Linked DNA regions of Rattus norvegicus: region 1 is linked to region 2. A link is a contact called in public Hi-C data. All regions are on one chromosome and are shown on one strand. Each heading gives the region's core, a stretch centred on a gene start, on an enhancer-like site or on the middle of the called end of the contact. The rest is flanking DNA. Distances are from core to core; before and after follow the strand shown. Region 1 overlaps Vps13c (vacuolar protein sorting 13 homolog C). Region 2 holds the start of C2cd4a (C2 calcium-dependent domain containing 4A).

The links. Hi-C and Micro-C count contacts between places; a contact is called where the count stands out from the background.
Region 1: a Hi-C map of liver shows a contact between it and region 2, with 4 times the contacts expected there. The contact joins the enhancer-like site here to the promoter of C2cd4a in region 2. A contact is called at or near these places in 6 of 12 Hi-C or Micro-C datasets (hepatocytes, kidney, liver and 1 more).

The regions. Positions count from the first base shown.
Region 1 is chr8:77,382,724-77,388,514 of GRCr8, forward strand. Vps13c (vacuolar protein sorting 13 homolog C) reads left to right here. Exons shown (of 85, transcript XM_056984521.2): 6 at 4,420-4,479. Among named protein-coding and RNA genes, the nearest start is that of Vps13c, 26 kb to the left of the region's middle. Within about 2 kb of position 3,793, at least 3 of the 93 cell types and tissues checked have an H3K27ac peak or open chromatin away from gene starts, as enhancers often do. A contact at or near this core is called in hepatocytes and liver, where this site is marked.
Region 2 is chr8:77,347,099-77,353,451 of GRCr8, forward strand. C2cd4a (C2 calcium-dependent domain containing 4A) reads right to left here and starts at 3,823. Exons shown (of 2, transcript NM_001399017.1): 1 at 3,738-3,823; 2 at 1,063-3,187. The coding sequence starts at 3,142. The coding sequence ends at 2,120.

The DNA.
Region 1 (5,791 bases), core at 2,543-5,042, 36 kb after region 2:
GATAATTACGTTACATTTTGATTTTGACTTTGATTTCTAGAGTCAGGACGGAATGAAATGAAAAGCGTTATTGGTCTGATTGAAGGACTCGTCGGATTGCAGTTAGTTTGTCTCTCTCTTTTTTTTTTTTTTTTTTTTTTTTTTTTTGGTTCTTTTTTTCCGAGCTGGGGACCGAACCCAGGGCCTTATGCTTTCTAGGCAAGCGCTCTACCACTGAGCTAAGTCCCCGACCCCCCAGTTTGTCTCTTTAGAATCAAGCCATATCCTGCTCTGACCGAGATACCGTTTATCAGTATTTTGCATCATTTTTGAGTCTTTGGTGGTGTATATGAATTTCAGTGGTGATGAAGGCAGATAGCTCCTTATTACATAAGGTGAATATTTTTGAGTTTTTATTCTTTCGTGCTGTGTACAAAACGTCTTTTTCCTACAAGGAAAATAGAACAGGACAAAGCAGATATTAACTTAGAAATGAGTTGAAGTACAGTTACACAGGAGGCAGGGAGGCTCTCTCTGTGGCCCTGGAAGCATGAACCAGTGAGAAGTCTATTTTAGAATGACTTCTTGAGCTCTGTGTGGTTGTTTAGGTCTGGCCACTCTGGAGGTTGATGTGGGAGACCCTGTGACCCAGTAGTGTGGGCCGCATCGGAGACCCTTCTCAAATGCCAGTCACAGAAGCAGTATCAGCTCTTGGGGTTTCCAGGTCACTGACCGCAATTCCTCTTTGTCCCAAGTTATGTTTTTCTTATGTAGAAATGTTTTTTTTTTTTTTTTACTAGAAGTTACTAATGCCAGTCATAATACAGAGGCTATCATAATAGAAGAAAACATGTGAAAGCCTTAATAGTTTTTCCCTTTTCTCTTTTACTTTCATAAAGCATGGTGAAGTTTTCTGGCAGTTCACTAGTGTTTCTGGTTTTTAAAAACATCCATTTTGCTTCATTAGTATGTAGAAATAGTTCAATAAAAATGAGGCATGTCACTTGGACACTAGTGGAACTTCATTTCTTTCTATATAATTCTAAGTAAGTTTATTTTTTGAATTTACACACCCATATATGCACACATGTGCACACAGGTATACACACATGCACATGTGCATATACACATAAACACATATATATTCATCCAGGCACAATGGCATATTTAGGTATAGAGCTACACAATTGCACATTTATAGTACATATATAATTAATATTTTATCTTTGAGAGATCTTCAACTCCCCCTTTTCTAGGACTATTGTAATAGCTTAAAAAATAATTTAGTATTTTCAGTGCTCTGTAAGAAAGGCGTGATCTGGCCCGGTTTAGTGGTTGGTGGTTTAATAGCCATAGTGATAATAGTTTAGCTCCATGCTGACGTGCTTGGGTCTGGTGGAGATTCGTGTTTTCTCTATGGAGGGTGTACACTTGTGGGTCTAGTTCTGTGTTAGGTCTGTGCATTATGTAAGGCAAACATGGCAGCCTCTTGGGTGATAAATTTTAGGGTTTGTCAACCTGTACTTAAAATTCAGAAGGCAAAATTCAGTTTCACATACTGGGTTCTGAATGTAACGCAGATTAATTTAGGAATTGTGGTGTATGCTGAGAGATCATGTTCCTGTACTGAAGAGATCTGTTGTTAGCATTTTGACCACATTATAAATATTCTTTCCTAGTTTCTGTGGCTATGCATCATCTTCTTGTGAGCTTTTGCTGTGATCTTATGTTGTAGCGACCTCTAACAATAGAATTATTTCATTGCTACTTTATAACTGTAATTTTGCTACGGTTATGAACTGCGATGTAAGTATCTGATATATTGGATATTTGTTATATGATATCTGAGGGGGTCACAGCCCACAGGTTGAGAACCATTGTTTAACTGCTTCTCATCTTACCATATTAATCAGTAGTTATTACATAATTATCACGCTTTTTCAGACTTGCTTTCCCAGTCTTTCTTGATTTTAAAGTCTGGGGTACCATTGCCTGTGTGGAGACTCAGGGAGATAAGGAGAGGGGATGTTCCGGCCTGCACGGGCAGATAAGTACGAGTGAGGATGGAACCTCTTGTTGATTTACTCTAAAACACGTAGCTTCCTTAAAATGCTGTTACTGTTGTTTGGAACAAAGCCTGAAGTCTTTTATTTCAATTTTATAGAATTTGCTTAGCTATAATAAACTTTTCCTTTCTATTTCTTTGGAGTGGCTTTCTGTACTTGGGAAGGCCATCATATACAGTTTCTCCACGTTTAAAATGTTAATTTTGCAAGGTAATATATACATACACTTAACAATAAAATGGTTCCCCACAGCAGTTAGGGTGATAGATGGCAGTCCCCTGCGCACATTTTGTTGTCCTTCATACTCTGTTCTTATAAGCCAGTTTATGTTTTAGGAGTCTCAATGCTGTTGTTTTCTGGTTCACTAATGTCCACCATTGTGGTTTTTTTTTTTTTTTTTTTTTTTATGTCTGCCATTGCTGTTTTTTTTTTTTTTTTTCTTCACCCTAATCCCCTGTCTTTTGTTGACACGAGCCCAAAGACCACAGAGAGATGCCCTTTGCACTTTCAAAAAGTCTGTGTGGGTGGTAATTTTAGGCCAGTTATGTACTATGACAAGGTGATTGCTCAGTATAAAGGCCTAATGATAGCCTATGGTTATATTTCTTTCTAGAGGTCCTGATTTTCTTGACTTGCAAATACTCCCCTCATTCTTTGTTTAATCTGCTATGAAATGCACTAAGTTTTCCACAGACGAATTGGTGGTTTTTCAGGTATTTTCCAACTCTTTTAATTCCTGCTCCAGTCTTCCCTACATATGTCTTATTATTATTTTTTTTTCTTGGAGTTTTCCTTCTGAATTGCTTTTTTCCCTCCTGGTTTATTTAGTGCTGCATAAATGAGCTCCCTTCCTCACTAGGCAGGAGCTCTACTGCTGAGCTTCACCTTCAGTGCCTGCGTAGTTTAAAATTTACTTAGGTTTTGGGTCTGCAAACATAGTCTTGTCGGGCCTGTCCTATTATTCCTCTGTTGAATTAGCTCCTCCATGGCTTCCTTACCTGTTCTTTTGTTTCCGCCTGTGTTTGCTGGACACATCTAATAGCTACCAGTGTGACTGAAAGTTCTCCTAAGACCGAATGCTAGATTTTTTTTTCCCCTGGGTTTAGAATATCACATTCAAGATTCTGTAAGTAGTAGTTCATACCCGTAATTCTCGTACACAGGAGGATGGCACAGGTGAGGTCACTATAGAACTGTTTGAAAAAACTAAACATACACACACACACACACACACACACACACACACACACACACACACACCACAAACTTTCCTCAGGAAATTCCCATCCTCACAGACCTGCCAACAAATAGCAATAAAAACTCCAAACTCAGTATTAAGGAGGTTCAAAAGTAGGATGTCGCATGCTGTGTGTGCTAGCTTCTGGGGAATTTTGAGGCACTATGGTCTTATATGTTGTTGAAAATGGAACTCTCATGTCAAGCAATTTGAATTGGGCAAGTAAGGCATTTTTTTTAGTGACAAACAGGAGAAAGTGTTATGTCCCATCAAAAAGGTCCAGGTAGAGTGTCAGGAGATCAGAATGGGGTGACACGGTTAAGTTGTGCAGCTCAGTGGGTTCTGTGAACATGGAAGAGAGAAAGAGGTCTTCAGGTCAGGGAGGCAGGGTAGGCAGGGTAGAAAAGGCCAGGCACATGTGGGGAGAGCTGGACGTTAAGGGTTTGAGACAGAGTATTTGCATGTACGGTTGGGAAACTAGCTGAGATCACTTTAAAGAGACCTGAATGACAGGGCGATGAGGTCAGTAATCACATTACCTGGTGCAAAGGTGAACTTTAGCCTCCAGCTGGCCGAGGAGTGGGAGTTCACAAGCCTTTCTTTAAAAGTCTGAAGTTGCTGTGCTTCCTTTGGGAGGGAAGTGGGAGAGGGAGCTGTCTAGCCAGTATTAACTCCAGTGAGCAAAGCCTGCAGGCTCCTTGTCTGCAAGGAACAAGTCACACAGTGAAGTAAGCGGAGACTTTCTCATCTGATTTTAAAGCTAGTGGCAGATATCATAGGAACTTAACGAAAACGGGCCACATGACAGGCAGGAGGAGAACCCAGATGACACATTTGTGTTGTGTTTGAAAATGCGAGATGACAATGAGACCCAAGCCGTCAGTGCTGTTTATCTGCCTTGCCCAATGTGATTCAACTTTCATGGTGGAGAATTTTTGTTTGATGTGGAAGGAAGGTTTTATGTTGAGAGAATGGACGTGCCGTCGCTGGGAATGTTTCCGTAGGGGTGGATGGTTTTATGTCCCTGGCTCTTCACATGTCCTGCAGTGTGGTTTCTGTGGTTCTGAAGCTAAGTCTGCAAAACTAAAGGTGTCTTATAACGCTTTGCATTTCGCTTCCTGCTGCCCTGGGATGCAGGTGCACATGGGGAGTTCATGTATGGCTTGGAAAGCTTGCTTTACAAGGACGTCAAGCCTGGTGGGTATGCATGGTTAATTACACTTAACTTCACGATACTGATGTTCTTATTTATGCTTGAGCTTTTAGTGGAGTCCACTGGACAGTGCGTGTCCTTTGGGAAATATGGAAATGTAATTCATGTTCATACCCTTGCCATCTCTTCCTCTTCCCTCCCTCCACAGCCATTCACTCATTCACCGAGTCTTTGAGCGTCTTCTGGAAAACTCTGTGCTGGAAGCTTGTTGTTTGTGAGTGAGCAAGCACAGCTCACTGCCCCTGTAGAATTCTCAGATCTGCAAACGACCGTGAAATTTGTGCTGCCCTCCCTTTGGCTTAGTTTTTAGTACAGTCATAGTGTTTCCCAACAGAGTGCTTTCTTTTGCTTACAGCAGATACTTTCAGATTTGCAAGAAGCAGTAAGATGGAATATATGTGTTATATATATATTTATTTTAATGCTTCATCCAGAGCCTCAAGGAGGACCCCTGCATTTTTTTCCCGTCCTCCAGTTTGTGTAATCTTCTCTTCTGTTGTCCTGTAGAGTGTGTTGAAACCTGAAGCTTCACAAAAGCAAACTGAAGGCTGTTTGCTGTAGGATTTAGAATATGAATCTTATGTACACTAGGCTGTGTACCAGATAGTAGCAGTTTCAATATTTAAATGAAATGTTATGTCTTTATAACTCTTCAGGAATTTATGTTAATTTCAGCACAATTTAGATTTGCTTTGACTAAATGGTAAGTGCGTGTGCATCTCAAATTTCAAATACTGAGTGCTATGGTAGAATCCCTCTGCAGATAAACTTCTTTAATATGTATTTTTATTTTGACAGTGGGAAAATTTGCATGGCAGTTTCGAAGCATTAAGTGGAGTTATCTTAACAATTTTTTATTTTATAAATCTATGTAAGGTAGTAACCGTGATTGACTGCTAATTTGTTACTTTACAAATCTACCATGGTAGTGACCATGGCTTACTGCTAATTTGTTACTTTACAAGTCTACCACTGAGGTAGCCGTGGCTGACTGCTAATTTGTTAGTTTGTTCAGTACGAGGATAGCATGGAGAATCTCAGGGTCATTGGGCAGTTTTATAGGCTGCAATGAACTGGCTCTCTGTTGTCACTGCTACCAGTGTTTTCCGGTCTTTCTAGGAAGAATCTGCCTGGAAGTTATAATGAGTGCTGGTGACCTATCCTTATACCTTCCACAATCACCGGTCTTGTAAAAGCCAGGAAAAGGCACAGCGAAGGAAGCCTTAGCTGACTCATTACCTTTCTTCTTTTAGATTTTAAAGTAATCATAGTGAAGTGAGACTCATGGTGCAGTGA
Region 2 (6,353 bases), core at 2,573-5,072:
AGACATTACATAGTTGCACAAAATGATAAAGTTCTTTATAAGATGGATAATTCCATGGTTCAGTTGTTTACTTTTTCATTGTATTTTGGTCTTTTAGGAATGAATCCCCACTACAGTCTTAGGCTTCCGGTCAACTGTAACTTTTACTGATGGGGATTCTGGTTAGAAGTACCCACCACGATTTCATGGAGAATCTAGGACTTTAAAATATATTAATTTACCATCTTGGGGAAGTGTACCTAATAACTGACATGCTTATAATCTAGTGGGGATAGATGACAGCTTTCCAGAATAAGAACTTCCAGTGCAAAGGAAACAGAAAGCCAGCAGTAACATGTCACACAGCTAAGTTGTTTCCACTCCCTCTTTTCACTTTAGGAGACCTGTGGAACCATGAAAGGTTTATACACAGAAAAAACAATTGGCTTGAAGGGCAAGGAGAGAGTGAATATGGAAAAGGGCAGGAGTCAGACGATCTATTGTTAAGCCATCACCCAGGTGGCCAGCAACAGTAAGCCTCTGGAAGGGGGGATTTAGACAGTGGTGATATTTTCCAATGGTCGCCGTTGTAAATCCTCACCACAATCTTCAGTTTGAGATGTATGAGAAACGGAAACTCTTTTCTTAACAGCATTCTTCAGGAGCGCCTGTGGTTGGCACTGCCAAATAAGAGTGGCAACAGAAACCATTTCTGAGTCCAGTCTGGTGTCTTGAACAATATAATGTCGTTTGCCCTTGCTTAAAATATGTTTTCTACTTGCTTGCCAAAGAAAGGAAGGTGTAAGCCAGTTTGGTACTGAAAACGAGGGATGAAGGAAAATCATCCTCAAGACACAGGAAAGCCAGAGGTAGAACACCATTCAGTGTGCTTTCCAGATGAATGCCAGGGCAGATGAGCTCAGCATGAGTCAGACCCCCTATGGGTCTGAGGTGGGCCAGCATTTTCCTCAGTCTTAGATTGATGGCCTTAGTGTTTGTCCACATGTCACTATTTCCACCAGTCTGCTTTCCCTGATGAAAATGAGGAATATGATTTCAAACTCATTTTTTCAGACACTTTCAGAGGGTGTATATTATTTATTTATTTATTTATTTATTTATTTATTTATTTATTTATTTATTTATTTCAGGCGTGGGCTCTCATATAGCATATGCTGCCTTTTAACTCCCTGTATAGCTGACAATGGCCTTGAACTTCTGACACATCTGCTGCCGCCTCCCAGTGTTGTGACTACAGGTACATGTTAAAAGGACCTAAGATTCATACAGTTCTGGGGATGGAACTCAGGACTTCGTATGTGCTAGGCAAGCACTGTACCAACTGAGCTATACCCCAATCCGCAGGCAAGCATTTTAATACTGATGTCCTACATTCAAACCCCAAATTTTCTTTATTTTTGTGCCTCAGTATTCTCATCTGCAAGATGGGAATAGCCGTGCCTACTACTGGGGTTGGGGTGAGTCACACCAGAGGAAAGCTTGCAGGAACTTTTCCTCTTCTTCCATCACGAAGGTCCCACAATCCTCACTCGATCCCAGTTATGGCGATGAGACTTGGTGGCAAGCACCTTTACCCATTCATCCTAAGACCCTTGGCCTTTCTTATGTAACATCTTAACGCAATCTAAGTAACTGACACTATCAGTCTCAAAGGATGCCATGGAATGAACTAACTTTTAAAACGAGGCTGGTCTAACACTGGACGACATTAACTATATTTTCCCGTTGGAATGTGTGAACACATTAAGTTCAATTGCTGTCTATAGTGGGGAACACTGCTCAACCACACTACCCCATTGCTCAACAAAAATTTTTAAGGTGCCCACACAAAAAGAAGCTACATATGTTACTGTGATAGTCCAGGATCATCTCTGCCAGAATTGGCCCGAAACAAAGCCCTGATTAGAAAAATGAACACATGTTTATTTTGTACAAATGGCTGTCAGTCACTGTCCAAGAGCCAAGAGGCTGAAAGTGTGCCAGGACCTAAGAGTGTCTCAGGGCCAAGAAGCTGCAAGTGTTCCAGGACCAAAAGGCTGCAAGTGTCCCTGGGCCAAGAGTCTCTGTGCATCTCATGACTAAGCGACCTTAGGTGTCCAGGACGCCAGGGAAGCCGCGCTCAGAGCAGTAGCAGAGAGCCCAGCAGCAGCTCGCCCTGGCCCAGTGGTCGTCTGCGCTCCAGCCCGCGGCCCTTGCTCTCGGCCTTGATGCGCACCGCCAGGCGGCGCAGTTGCTCCTCCGGGAGCCCGTCGAAGCAGCAGTCCTGGTCCAGGGCGGCCTTGCGGCTGCGGCGGACCACACTGGCGCGCTGCTGGCCGGACGGCCGCAGCACCAGGCTGAGGCGACAGCCCAGGGCGCGGGGCTCGAGCACCGCGGCCGGGCCCTCAGCGCGCAGCAGGCGGAGGCGGAGGCAGGCGCTGCGCGGACAGTACTCGGCCGCCAGGCGCAGCGTGCAACCCCCGCGGCCCAGAGCCACGTTGGCCTCGGCCTGCAGGCGCTGGGGATCCGGGCGGGTGGGGGCCGGGGGCGCGCAGGAGGCGGCGCGCTCGTGCTCGTCGCCGCGGGACCCCGGGCGCGCTCTGGCCGGACCGCGGGGGGCCCGCAGCGCGCGGCTCAGCAGCCTACCGGGGGAGTGTAGGAGGCGGCGTCTGCTAGGAGCGGGAGTGGGCGTCGGAACCCGGGCGGCGTCTGGGTCACCCGGCGCAGGGCGCGGAGCGTCCGAGACTCGGTGCGGGCTCGCATAGGTGTGTGTGCGGTGGCGAAGCCCGGGCCGGCGGACCGGGGCACCTAGGTGGCCGAGGAAGAGCGACTCCTTCCGGCGCGTGTGCGGGCTCTCGAGCAGCGCACAGAAGCCGTAAACGGTACGCGCGCGGGGCAGGTGCGGCAGCGAGAGCGCAGCCTGAGAGCGCGGGTCCCAGTCCGTGAGGCCCGCGCCATCGTCGGACTCCACGTCCGCAGCCCAGGCATCGCGCAGCGCAGCCGAAGCCGTGCTAGGCTCCAACCTCGGCGGGATGCAAAACTCTGGGATGCGGTCTGGAGTGAGCACGTTTGCGCACGCCGCGGACGAACGAGCCTTGGAGCGGCGGGCACGCCCCGGGAGAAACCCATCTCGGTCCCGCAAGAGCCGCTCCAGACACCACATCTGGCCGCTAGTGTCAGAACCGGGTGATCCTCTGTTCGAAGCTGCCTGCAACACATAAACGCGTAATTATAACTGTCAGAGGCAGTCTGGAGGAAAGCAGGAATGTCTGTCTCCTTTTCTTCGACTTCGTCCAGTCCTGAATCTTACAAGACAAAATGCACCCCTCTCCCCAATTACAAACTGTTTTTACAGATTGACAAACAATCGTATATCACCCACTCTGACTGTAGTCAGATGTCAGGTAGATTTGCAGCTTGCTGCAGTCTTTCCCGTCTTACCTCTTTACCTTTGTCTTTTAACCTTTCGCCTCTGTCCCTAGTGCCAAGAGGCGCGTTGCTTTGAACATTTATGCATCCATTTCCTGAAACCTTAAATGTCTAGTACACTCCAGTTATCCGCGAGAACACACACACACACACACACACACACACACACACACACACACACACACACACACACAGAGAGAGAGAGAGAGAGAGAGAGAGAGAGAGAGAGAGAGAGAGAGAGAGAGAGAGACTGAGACTCCTTCCAGAGAGCTTCAGGCCACCCTGGTCTTTTCACATCCAGGAGGGAACTGGGTTCCCCATTCATTTACCTGGTGTTCAGAGTCAGATGGTTTTCCAACTGGAGAGACGCAGAGAAATTCAAAGAGCGCGCGGCAGAGTTGATCCCTGGTGTTCCAGGATAGCTGGTCGGAGCTTTTATACTGGCTGTCACGATGCTGCTTAGTAACCTGACGCCAGGCCCTCCCAGGTCCCTCTGCCACGTGGATGGATTTGCTGAGCTGATCCTGCAGCCAGTCCTGCGGCAGTTGGAGCTGTTCTCCAAAACTCTGAGTTTGTTTCCTCACATGGAAAACAGGATTAAGTGTGGACCACGTCACAGTCCTTATGAGGACGGATGGACAAAATGACCGTGGGTGCACAGAAACACTCTGCACGCACCATTGGAAAGAAGCCAGACGTCAGCTTTGTCTTACCTAAATGACCTTTCCCATCTCCCACCTTCTTGCTGCCAGCATTGAAAGTTCTTTTACTTTCTGCATTCTGTTCTGATTTTAGCGGTCATTTCTCTGTTGATTTAAAATCACTCTGGAGTGATGGTGGGGGTTATGGGGTTCCGGAAACGGTACATATTTGTCTTGGGTGGGGTTACAGGGGTGTATTCCTATGCAAAGAAATCATTTAGTGTACACTTAAGATATATATATTTAAGAACCAGAACCTTCTTAAGCAGGATGCTAATTTTTAATTAGGGATTACATACATCCAGCCGTTGGCACCATCCTTTTGGAGACACACACTAACCATATCTGACCTTTGCAAACTGTGCCTGGCTCAGACCTCCATCCTTTTTTTTTTTTTTGGAAAACTGGTGTTTATCCTTTAAGAGCTGCTTGCAGCTTGAGTTGAAAGAGATGCCGAGATGTTTGAATTAGAGTATGAACAATGGGTATTTTTCAGTTGCTGCCTTGAAAAGGAACGGCCTCTCCAATCAGTGTTGAGTGAGTTAAGTCACTTTTAGGCAAAGGGGACTTCTGTTTGGGGCATGTCCTGTGCGTGTTTTGCATACAGGACGTACAGACAACGTGCTAGAAGGCTTAATCTCTAAAGTTGTCACAGGAACCTGAGGAAATTTGGATTATCCATGTCTTATAAAACAAACACCCCCAGCACTTCAGATGTTAAATAACTTACCCATTGTTATTAAGGAAAGGAAAGGAAAGGAATGCCCATTAATGAATAGTAAATGAGCTATTAGGGGATTAATATGTATCATTATGCAATGTGTATGGAGCATAGCAAATGCTAAAGACACAGTGAGTATCGGTATTGTTGCAATGACAGGGAACGGTGACAGAAGTTAAGAAAAGTGGCTTTGAATTCATGACCGGGTAGTAGTATTTTACTATGAGCAGGTTACTGAGTGTTTCTGAGTCTTGGTATCCAGTGTAAAGACCACAATAATACACTGTGTAGGTTTGCCCTCAGGTAAAATAGGTGGTGCAAATGAACAGTGTGGCACAGGACCAGATGTGCATAATATTAGCTGTTATATCCATTGTCACTACACTAAAACCTCCTTGGATCATTCATGTGTTTAAAGCAGAATTTACAGAAAGCTTCCTGGGTTTTAACTGTCATGATAGATATATGAATTCAGGCTGTCCCAGACTCGATCATCTTAAGTTCAACTCTTAGAAGAAGACGGAAATGGTAAAGTTGAAATATTGAATTTCATCTAGCCATGTAGGTAGTGAAAAAAATGTAAAACTATTTTATTTTTAATATGCGTATGCACACAAGAGCATACACACACGTTCATGCACCTGCATGCAGATGCACCCAATGACCAGAAGAGGGCGACGAATTCCGTGGAGCTGAGTCACAGTTGTGAGCTGCCCCACGTGGGTGCTGGGAACCAAACTTTGGTCCTTCACAAGAGCCATCAAGTGCCATGAAACCATCTCTCCAGCTTCCAGGGGCTTTGGACTCTTTCAATATTTAGTCTGATAGCAAGGATCGGAAAAGGGTCCCTGGGTCTATGACTAGCTTCTCCTTCATCTTGTAACTTCTCTGTTCCTGCTGCAAATTCTTGGACCAAGGTTCAGTCTGTGATAGAGTAATTGTTAAGTGATACCTAAAGGGCATCGACATATGTTCAAATTCATTTTCTTTCCTGAAGAAAAGTGCTGCTGATTCCATGTGATCCTGGATGTTGGTTAAAGGGACAAGGACTGTGAGAACTCAGTCTGAGAAATTGTGACTCAATGTCACTCTTCCACTGAACCCAGCTTGTAGACGGAAGTGGTCATATATATCACATAGGCTCTTGTCAGAGTAATGACCTTCTTGTGAGTTCTCTGGGCAGACAGCAAGTGCTGGCTAACAGCCGTTGTTATTGTTACAATGTGTGTTTGTTTAGCCAGGAATTAGCTGATTCACACTGAAAGTCTTGAAAAACACCTCTCTGCTCAGCCAAGCAAAGTGGGCTTGTTTTATTTTTATTAACAGTGCATCGTCTTTAGTAATACCTTGGAGACATTTCCTGTATAAGGTTTCTTGAAAACAACAGAGCAGCGCCCTCGTGGCCCAAGTCTCTGTGACCACGGAAGTCTCATGTTTTTCAGAACACGGAAGCATGAGCCATCCAGTACTTGGGACATCGCTGTGATCTGGTCCGGCCAGGTGTCTAGGACATACAAATCTAC